Regions from separate parts of the Zea mays genome. Here all the other regions are linked to region 1. The links are chromatin contacts, called in public Hi-C maps. All regions are on one chromosome and are shown on one strand. The core of a region is the stretch at or near the end of the contact, and the rest is flanking DNA. Distances in the headings are between cores, read along the strand shown. Region 1 holds the start of LOC100501258 (ABC transporter I family member 11 chloroplastic). Region 2 holds the start of LOC100277340. Region 3 has its middle 64 kb from the start of LOC100277340.

Region 1 (3,414 bases), core at 383-2,882:
CAGGCAAGCCAATAGGATTCCCAGTATCATCATACTTCTGAATGCAAATAGACCCAGAGGTAGGTTCTGATAGACCAGCCAACAGCTGTGAAACCAAGATTTTTACTTGAGATGGAAGATAGATCACAAGGTAATTTAGTAATGTTATGCAGTGTTTCAATGCGCACCTGCAAAAGGGTTGTCTTTCCACTCCCACTCCGTCCAAATATCAAACCAAAACTGCACAAATACAGATTTAGGTATATAAAAGCAGCCAAAAATATAATGAAGCCAGGGCAAATATGCTTGCCTTTTTTCCTGAAGAGAGAGGTTAATTTCATTCAACAAGTTCTGTTCAGTTCCAGGAGGTCGATAGGTGACTTTTCTCACCTGAAAGAAATTGTGGTTAAATTTATTTGATAATCAATTTAGAAGGACGAACTGTATATTTAGGATGGCATAATGTGCAGACGCTACTAGCTGGAAGACTCTTTTCTAGATGTATGTAATCATGCAAACTTCTAGCAGAAAAGACAAAAAGAGTAACATGATGCACTGTACTCCCTCCGTTCCAATTTATAGTTCGTCTTGGCTTTTATAGATATACATATTTTATTATATATCTAGGAATACCGTATATCTAAGTGGATAGCAAAAGTTGTGTACCTAGAAAAGCCAAAATGACCTATAATTTGCGATAGAGGGTGGTATGCAACATTTGAGGTATTTAGGAACACCAAACTGTGAAAGCAATGTGGTAAGCTATTAAGTCATGCATGAAAATTTGGGACAGAGGGCAGTGTGCAAAATTGGAGGTATTCAGGAACACCAAACTGTGAAAGCAAATCATGCATGACAGTTCCCTCCAGTGGTTTTATTTGGGGGTGTTTGGTTTTTAAGGACTAATCTTTAGTCCCTACATTTTATTCCATTTTAGTCCCTAAATTATTAAATACAGAAAGTTTATGTATTTGATAATTTAGGGACTAAAATGAAATAAAATGGAGGGACTAAAAATTAGTCCCTAGAAACCAAACACCCTTTTAACATGAGTAATATAACTGGCACACCTATCCTTAAAATCCCAAGGTCGTTGTAAAATTAATACAAATCTGTGTACGGCTGGATATTTGGTTAAACTGGAGATCCAAAGCTCGCCTACACTCCACAACTTGGTAATCTCTGGAAGATAAATAAACACCAGCCCACTCAGTCACACCAAACTCAGCATACCTGAATGCGTCACTGGTTCCTACGAATTGGTAGCACCCCAACTCTAAACAGAATTAAAATAAGGCCAGGAAAATAGGCAAATGCGCACCTCCAATCGGGAGTGCCCAGCCTCGACTCTTGCCGCACGACAGCTCCAGCAAGTCCTACATTTCCTGTGACATAATAATTACAGACGAATTTTCATCGAGGGACATCTCCCTGAGGGAAAAAAAAAGTCTGGTTCAAGAACAACCCGCCGTACCTGGCCGTATTTGCTGGAAAACAATGAGAAGCCGCCCGAGGGACGGTCACCGCCATGGCGGCGGCGGCGGCGAGCATGGCGTAGAACGGAGCTTTGGAGCAACCGAGCCGCTCCGTCACGGGATCGATCGAGCGCTCATCGACGATTCGAGTTAGTCTCTGGTAGTAATCAACCCGGAGATTGGGGTGGGAGAGCACGGTCGAAGACGCGCGGCGGCGGCCGCAAGTCAAATCCTTTTAGCCGCCGGTGAGGTCGCCGGTAACCGATAGGAGTCGGGTGGCTGGATTAGGCAAGTGTGTGTGAGAGAGAAGCCGGGTGGGTTATTTGCTCATGGGCCAAAATAGAGGGAGGCCCAAATCGCGGCTCTCTTTCACAGAACATAACGAGGCAACATGTTATTGATCCGCTAGCCCAAGTTCTCTCTTACCACGCCGCACCGCCACAAACAAGGACGATCCCGAGACGGTTCAATTAACTCCACCGAAAAAAACTCGCCGGCGTCTAGGACTTTCCTAGGTGGCTCGGGGCAACCGTTTCATTTCTTTCATGTTTCTTCCTTTTTCAACGTGATTTTTGATCGCTTCTTTTCTGGGAGTGATTCATTTCTTTCTTGATATAGTATGGTAACCTTTGTTCTTCGCTATAGCCTTTGGTTCGTTAGTCTGGGTGTTGTGATGGACGGAAGAAGTGTGAAGGCAGTGGAAAGGCTCTTGGAGAGTATGCAACTGTCAGAGGCGGAAAGAAGTCAGGTGCAGATCGGAGGGATGAAAAGGTCGAACACAGTTGTTCATCAGGCGCTGGGAAAATTACTCTCGGAGAAACTGTCTCATCCAGATGCAATTGAACGTGCTCTAGGAACAGTTGGTGTCCGATCCGAGGAACCGAATGCAGAAGTTTGGGGCACAATAAATTCCTATTCACGTTCAACCAGGCGGCAGGAAAGCGGAAGGCATTGGAGGAAATACCCTGGAGCTTTTCAAATGAACTGTTGGTGATGGCTGGTATGGATGACACAAAGTCTATTGGCGAGGTTGAGTTCAATGCAATCTCGATCTGGATCCGCGTCACAAAACTTCCGATTAGGTTGTTCACTAAAGAAGCTGCAGAGGCTATTGGCAATGAGGTGGGAGTCTTCTGAATTAAGATCATGCTTGACATTCGGAAGCCTTTGATGAGGGGAGTCACGGTGCAGCTGGAAGCAGATGGAAAGAAGTGGTGTCCGATTTTCTATGAATTCATACCAGATTTTTGTTATATGTGTGGTCTAATCGGACACACTCAGAAAAGTTGTTCTATGAAGTTCAGTAAGGACGAGATGGTGCCACTTGATAAACTCTGTGGTGGGTTCCCAACAAATTCATGGGCGATAGGAAGTGCGCGTCAAGTAGTGGAGGATAGGGGCGTAAGAATGTTCCAGTTCCTTACCAGAGTGAGAGGAGAAGTGATGCACCATCTTGGAGGAAAGATGCAAATCAAGGAAGCAAAGAAGATGAACAGAGGCACAAGTTCAGTACCATGGAGGGGGAGGGGGTAATGTTCATAACCAAATTGCACAGGTTCCTATGGTGCCAACAGTGAAGGATCTTTCTGATGGTGCCACAAATATAAAATGCCTCAGGAAGATGATGGTGGAGAGTGAGAATTCCCAAAAGGCACTTCCTCAGTCAGAGCAACAGCTACGCAAATTTAAAAGGCAACCTCGTCGAGAAAGCACCCGTGCGGATGACAGCCAGGAAATTCAGGTAGTAGGGAAGAGGAGTCGTTTGGAGACATAGGAGGTTGATCCTATTGTGGAATTGGGTGAAGAAATGAGGAGAGAGGAGAAGGAAATTACTATTGGAAATGGCCATATCGATTTTGAATTGAAAGCGGGGCTGTCGAAACAGCTCCGCAAGACCCAATGAAGATCGTGGCATGGAACTGCCCGGGGTTGGGGAATGACCCGGCAGCGAAAGGCCTTC
Region 2 (3,414 bases), core at 567-3,066, 390 kb after region 1:
CGCCCATCGCAGAGGACTCGACTCGGCGGTTCTACTGGAGTTCAGCGACCGAAAGCTTGAGGGATTCCACCGTTGCTACAAGGGATTGGATGATGGTGACTAGGTCGAATGTGTTGGGTTTCACCATAGCAACCATAGCAGAGGTTGATGAGGCTGCGTCGGATGGTGGTGAAGAGATGGATTTGGGTGGCGGAAGTGGTGGGGAGGATGGCATGGCCTCTGATACCAAGGTGTTATGGCGTGGCTGGGTGTCTAGGGTTGGTAGCAGTGGTGGCGCGCCCAAGCTGCATAGGGTGTAGCCGCTGGTAGAGGCAGGGCGAGGTTTTTCCCCTCTGCTCCCTATGTTGCTGGTAGAGAAGAGGAATAGGAGATAGATGAATTACTGCTTGATTCCATTACATGCATCATGTGGCTTATATAGTCCTTGATCTAACAAATTTTCCTAAAAACTCTCATTGATCTAACAAACTTTCCTAAAATATCTCCTAAAAACTCTCCTTATCTTATTTGCTAACAATTCTATCCTTATCTATTTGCTGAAAACTCTCAACAAACTCTACTTGGCCAATCACATCTTGATCTGGCCCATTACATCTTGACCGCGCCCCTGGTCTAGCCGGCGTCGTGCAAACGTCCGGCCCCACATGACACTTGTAACATCCTTGCCTACTATATATCAATTATTCAGTTACGGTAACAAACATGCTAGTAGACAGACTACATATATAATCGACCCAAGGACTAAAGTGCCTGGTAATCAAATAAATTGGTCCATGAATCAATAAATCAATGGACAACATGTGAAAATATCATGACTAAGAACCAAACTGGCGGACATGAGTGATATTTACAAGATCACATGTATGACACACAAGGCCATAATAAACATTGTCAAAAGAAGAATACTCCAGCTAATTCCATATCTATGAATCTACCACATGCACATACATCAGCATATGTTACGTGGTGTCACCTCATGATATCAGTAGCTGTAGATATGATAATATGGCCAATAGCTCACGTGTTCCATTGCAGTTCTTTCTTTATGCGTATAGTAAATGCAACATCTTTCTAAAAACCTCGGAGAGACAACATGGTGTGCAAGAAGTGAAATAGTACATGGTTAAAGGCTTGCCTACAGAAAACCTCGGAGAGACAACATGGTGTGCAAGTGGATTGCGATTTGCTTACCTACTCCCATCTCGCGAAGAATCTCCTCTTGTATTTCAGTGGTCACGGCCACAGCCTCCTACAAGGTGAGCAAAGCACAAACATACTGTAACTTTCACATACATGTCCAGGCCTTCACATGCAAATTTGGGCTAAATGGACCGGATAATCGCTTCACAACGCCCCACATTACAAGGTCCAAGCTAAAAAATTTAAGTAAACCAAGGCAATCGCACTGTGTAATTGAAACGTCAGGCTAATCCGACAAAGATGTGGCCAGGCAGAAAACCTAACATTTCAAGAACCGCCACCCAACGAGCCCCATCCCCCAAAAGTGACAGGGAACGCTGAAATGGCGGGCGTGTTGCGCGGGCTTCGCACCTGCTTGTCCCTGACGGCGTCGGCAATCCGCTGCTTGACCTCTGGAACGCGGGGACAGGGAACGAAGATTAGGGGAAACCGGATAGGCGGAGGATGGGGAGCGAACCGGAAACGCGGCGGAGACGGGGACCGACCGGGGAGGGAGGTGACGAAGGAGAAGCGGGAGAAGAGGTGGAGCAGCTGCTCCCTCGTCATCATGGTCTCGCCGCCGGCCGCCGCCATGTCCGTTGCCAGCTGCCCAGCTGCCGCGCCCCCTTCCAGCACCAGCAGCCTGGTGGTTCTGGTTCGAGTGGTGCGTGTGTCTCTATTCGTATCTTTGGAAGGAAAGAGTGGACAAATGGCGCTCGTTAAATGATGAATCTGGCAAAAATAAATATGGGCCGTTTGTGGTCGGGGCTCCTGTCGACAACATTAGGGGTGGGCACTTTTTTATCATAAACCGAAAATCGAACCGAACCGAATTGAAATTTCGGTTTTTTCGGTAGTTCGGTTCGGTTTTTGTATTTAAGAAGTTCGGTTTGCGGTATCGTAATCGGCTTTTCCCGTATACCGGACCGAAATACCAAAAAAACCGAATACCAAATTTTATCAATTCTCAAATTTAACTATTCGATTATGTGAACTAAATGTGTGATACAACTAAATTGTTATTCACTTGTTTGTATGTGATGTATGATGTATCTCTAAATATTTGTATCTATATAATTTTTACTTTTTAAAATTACGTGTAATGTATCATGTAAACTTATTGTAAGTATTGTCTTGAGTATAAGTTTGGTATTCGGTTTTTACCGAAAAACCGAAACCGAACTACTCGGTTTTTCATTTTCTAGAAAACCGATCGGTTTCTAATGTCTAAAAAACCAAAGTTTTTTAAAACCAAAAAACCGAACCAAAGTTTAGAAAAAAAACCAAATGCCCAGCCCTAGACAACATGGGCTGCGAGGGTGAGGCTGCATCCAACGGGACTCACTTGAATGTGGATTACGAATGTGTGCACACAAATCCACATAAAACTTGTTTGTATTTGCAACGAAGCATGCAAGCAAATAGGAGAGTGCCCATGTATGAATTACAGACAAAACTATCATCGATCGGGTCTCTCGCTCAATAATTATGCTTTGTAATGAATTCTAGGCTGAGCCTCATAGTTTATTTGAACTGTATAAACTGCATAAAGGCACAAGATCAGCTGGGAGCGCCTTGTTGCTTGCAAATAAATTGGCAACATAAGTTCAGTTTTGACACGTTGTTCAGTGTTCACACACAGTGACACAGTGTCGCATATATGGACGATCATCGAGACGGTGTTCTTCTTTGACAGACACATCGTTCAGTGTTCATCATCGAGACACATCGGCGACGAAGTCCCGGACGACGGTCCGAACGGCGACGGGGATCCTTACCGAGTGCCGCTTGGCGTCGTCCAGCCACGTCAGGCTCCCAAACGCGTAGCCGCCCTGCACTCTCTGCTTCGCCACGAACGTCACCTTGAACGTGGCGTTCCTGACGCCGCCTCTCTCGAAGGCGATCACCGGCGGCGCCACGTCCATCGCCACGCCGGCCGGCGCCTCGACCACGGCCCGGTACGTCGCCTCCACCGGCCCGACGTTGGTGACGGTGCGCGAGACCGTGACGGAGTCGTACATGAGGTTGGGCACGGCGATGGACGGGAGGTTGAGGCGGTCGACGCGGTCGTCCAAGCTTTTGTACTCCTCCGGCTGGATGTCGTACACTAGGCCGGGGTCCATGGCCCTGTCCGGCGCTATGAGGCCGCCGCCCATGTCGAAGGCGTCGGCCGGTTTCCTTTGCACCGAGTTGGCTTGGATTGGCAGGCCGAATCGATCGGTCACCGACGCTGAA
Region 3 (3,414 bases), core at 338-2,837, 330 kb after region 1:
TGAGCTCACGAAAGATCATAGGTCAACAATTTGTGGGGAATAATGTGTATAAACTCATCAAAGGTGGGAGCCCATGTGAAGTGTAAGGCCGATCAACAAATAATGGTTAAAGCTGAGCATTGCTTTTAATAAGTTGGCCAAGTTTTATTAGCAGTTACTAAATGTAAGTATATATCAAACTAGAGTAATAATAGATCAAAATTAATAATAAAACCACAATGCGATGGATATGATAGATTGAGTTTAATTCCATAAGTTAATCATGCGAGAGTCCTGAGCTGCTCATGACCGCGAGCACGGCTAGTATACCAGTTTTACACTCTGTAGAGGTTGTACCCTTTACCCACAAGTCATGCTACCTAGTTGCCAAGGGGTCTAGAAGTCCCATTCATCTCTACCGAGGACACGAGGTAGGGTAACACTACGAGGCTTTTACAAAGTTCCACTAGCTTCAGAAAACCCGCTACGGGTTTCTGAGAGTGGCATAGGAATCCCCCGTCTGAAAAGCCATTGCAGCATGATCAACCCGAGAACCTCCCTATACCCCCAACTCCCCTACCTCCCTTGCCCCTTTCGGGTAAGGTATACCTCCAATAGCTTTTCTAATTAGTCAACCAAAGGCGTCCCATTCCACCCTTGTGGTGGCACGTTTATCTCAAGTTAAGCCCCATGTTCCAATTAACGCAATAGTCTTATCATGAACATAATAAAATAACAATAATAAAGCATGATCATGAATAATAGGTATCTTAACATTCAAAACCACATATAGCAATAGCAGAAACTACCCAAGAAGTTCAGTGGTAAACAAGGTATAAAGATGACCAAACTAGGGTGACCTATTGGGTCCCATCAAAATTAAGCCTAAGCATGGCAAAGTGATTATATAGAACATTATTGGGTAAATCAAAGTGGTCAAGGGCACAACTTGCCTTCAACGAGTTCCTGCTCAGTATTTTCCACCTGCTGAGTACCAGGATCCTCGGTTGCTTGCTTGTCTACTCGCAACAATACAAACAAACATAGTATAGGAGAAATTAACATCACACCAAACATCAGAACATAATGCATAATAATATTATATGCATCGTAACGAGATCGCAGGTTCGAGAACCACTAAATTCGGAGTTACGATTAACAAGTTATGATTTTCCGAAGGATTAAGTGTTAGATATAAAACAAATTAAGTGCATAATTTTAATATGTTTCATAACAAAATAAAGTTACCAGATGATAAACAATATTATTATAAATTTAATGCAACTGGAATGGATCAAAAAGGAGTTAAAATGAATGAGTTATGCATTTTCTAAGGTTTTTAGAAGTATTTTGGCATTAATAATTAATTTCGAATTAACTTTACCAATTTCCCTAGCCCACTAGACAACGACCACTAAATTGTCAGAAGTTCGGGAGCCGAACCGTAAAAAACAAGGGTTTGATTGAATTGAAACCTAGGCTCCCGGGGATGGTGCGTTATTTTCTTTAATGTGCAAGGGCTCTTTTTGAAAAGTGTCAAGGCTGTGCAATCACGGTGCGCCCAGGCCATTCATCCGAGGATCTAGGGCTCGGATTATATGTTGAACCGGTATCCCCCGCCTACGATCAGATATCGATCCAACGATCCTTAATAGCGCAGGTCTGGATTTGATATGGATCACCCATCCTCGATCCAACGATTAAGAGTGGAGGCCATCCATACGAGCGGCAAATCCAAATCCCGGCCACAGAACACACATCCGATGGCCAGCAGCTCTTCTTCTACGCACGCAAACAGGCCCCTAACGACGGTGAACCAGCCAGCGGCGCGCCTTGCCGGAAAACTACCAAGGTGCATCGAGGGCTAAAACTTGCTGCACGCATACTCAATTGCCAGAGGGGCAAAGGCGAGGAAGAACATAGTGGTGTTTTTTTACCATGGTCCGACACAGGGGCGAGCAGTCCTCGCACCGCGGCAGTCCGGTCCGGTCTTCAACGTATGGCGATGAAGTCCTCCTCTCGAGTCTCCGTACACGCAGGGGAAGACCCCAGGCGCCCAGCGCGCAACCTTGCCGAACTCCTCAGCCCAACGTCGAGGCCCTTGTCGTCGTAGAGCGTATGCCAGCAATGTCGCCTCTCGACACTAGCCTTAGGGTTCCGGTCTCCTTCCAAACTGGTATGGCGCTCGAGAGGTTTGGAAAAAGGGAGGGTCTCAGATTACTTAGGTAGTGTTATGTCCTAGTTTTATTGTTGTTTGATTACAAAGTAACTAGAACGGAGTGACCCTAATTAGGAAATATTCTCCTCAGATCTAGAATCATTCTACTCCAAAAAATTAACCAGACGGATCCACTCCATTCTCAGCCCGCTCGTACCGTCACGGACGGAGCCTGCATGTTGTGATGAACTTCAGTGACTCTTCAACCAAACAAAAGAGGGAGCCGCTCTGTTCAATTTTACTCTGCAACCAAACAAAAAACAGAGCTGCTCCGTTCTAGTTTACCAAACACAGAACAGAGCGGTTCTGTTCCTAAAATCAGAGATAGAATGATTCCGTTCTAGTTGGCTTCTCAACCAAACACTACCATGTCGAGGAGGCGCTAGGATCTCAATAGAATCCGCTTTCTTCGCAATAAACCCAGCTGGCGGCTGTTATAGGGGTTTAGCCATCGCAACGGAGAAGGCTAACTCCACTCCATAGCTTGACGTCATCCCGGGTCGCGACGCGATTGGTTGAATGATTGAATCGCCATGCAGAAGTCCAATCGGTCAGTGGGACCGCAGCATGCGCGTGTGCCCACGACAGCTGGAGAGCGGGACCCACCGGCCAGTGGTGATAGCCGCCCACATGCGCTTGTGCAGGACTGAGCAACAAGACCGGCTTTGGGTGAGTATGGGCCCCGACCAGGCCCAATTTGGCATTTGGCTGTCCGGGGTTGTCAGTCTTTTTTATTATTATTGGTGTTGTTATTAGGGTTTTTCTTTCTTCTTTTTCTTCTTTTTCTTTCTTTTTATTCATTTTCTGTTTTATATTCTAATTTATAATTTGAATTCAAATTTAATTTATGATTCCTTTATTCAAATAAAATGCATCACATAAAATATCAGCATGAATGCACCTTCAAATTGTTCAACTTGATCTCTTTATTTACATATGCAAAAGAGAAGAGAGAAAAATTAATCACATAGGGTTTCATAATTTCCGAGACTTATTGTATAAATATTTTTTTTATTTCATCCAAATTTTGGTCTTTACAAATCCTACCCCTTAAAAGGAATCTCGACCTCGAGATTAAGATGAGCTAGGGAAAAGATTGGAAAAGTCTACTCGCAATTCTTCTTCTCTTTCCCAGGTAGCTTCATCTTCTCTGTGATGACTCCATTGTACTTTGCACATTTTGATCACCTTGTTCCTCGTGACACGAGTCAAGGTAT

Evidence for each region. Hi-C and Micro-C count contacts between places; a contact is called where the count stands out from the background.
Region 2: a contact with region 1 is called in a Hi-C map of leaf, with 6 times the contacts expected there. The contact joins the promoter of LOC100277340 here to the promoter of LOC100501258 in region 1. A contact is called at or near these places in 6 of 25 Hi-C or Micro-C datasets (bundle sheath, leaf and seedling).
Region 3: a contact with region 1 is called in a Hi-C map of leaf, with 7 times the contacts expected there. The contact joins the enhancer-like site here to the promoter of LOC100501258 in region 1. A contact is called at or near these places in 2 of 25 Hi-C or Micro-C datasets (ear and leaf).

What each region holds. Positions count from the first base shown.
Region 1 is chr2:228,217,854-228,221,267 of Zm-B73-REFERENCE-NAM-5.0, reverse strand. LOC100501258 (ABC transporter I family member 11 chloroplastic) reads right to left here and starts at 1,632. Exons shown (of 10, transcript NM_001196026.1): 1 at 1,454-1,632; 2 at 1,301-1,364; 3 at 290-369; 4 at 168-219; 5 at 1-85. The coding sequence starts at 1,530.
Region 2 is chr2:227,827,903-227,831,316 of Zm-B73-REFERENCE-NAM-5.0, reverse strand. It overlaps LOC100277340, which reads right to left and starts at 1,816. Exons shown (of 7, transcript NM_001150934.2): 1 at 1,686-1,816; 2 at 1,552-1,592; 3 at 1,192-1,249. The coding sequence starts at 1,773. It overlaps LOC100193256 (putative subtilase family protein), which reads right to left. Exons shown (of 10, transcript NM_001358698.1): 10 at 2,729-3,409. The coding sequence ends at 2,895.
Region 3 is chr2:227,891,379-227,894,792 of Zm-B73-REFERENCE-NAM-5.0, reverse strand. No RefSeq gene overlaps it. Among protein-coding and RNA genes, the nearest start is that of LOC100277340, 64 kb to the right of the region's middle. Within about 2 kb of position 1,587, at least 16 of the 20 cell types and tissues checked have an H3K27ac peak or open chromatin away from gene starts, as enhancers often do. A contact at or near this core is called in ear and leaf, where this site is marked.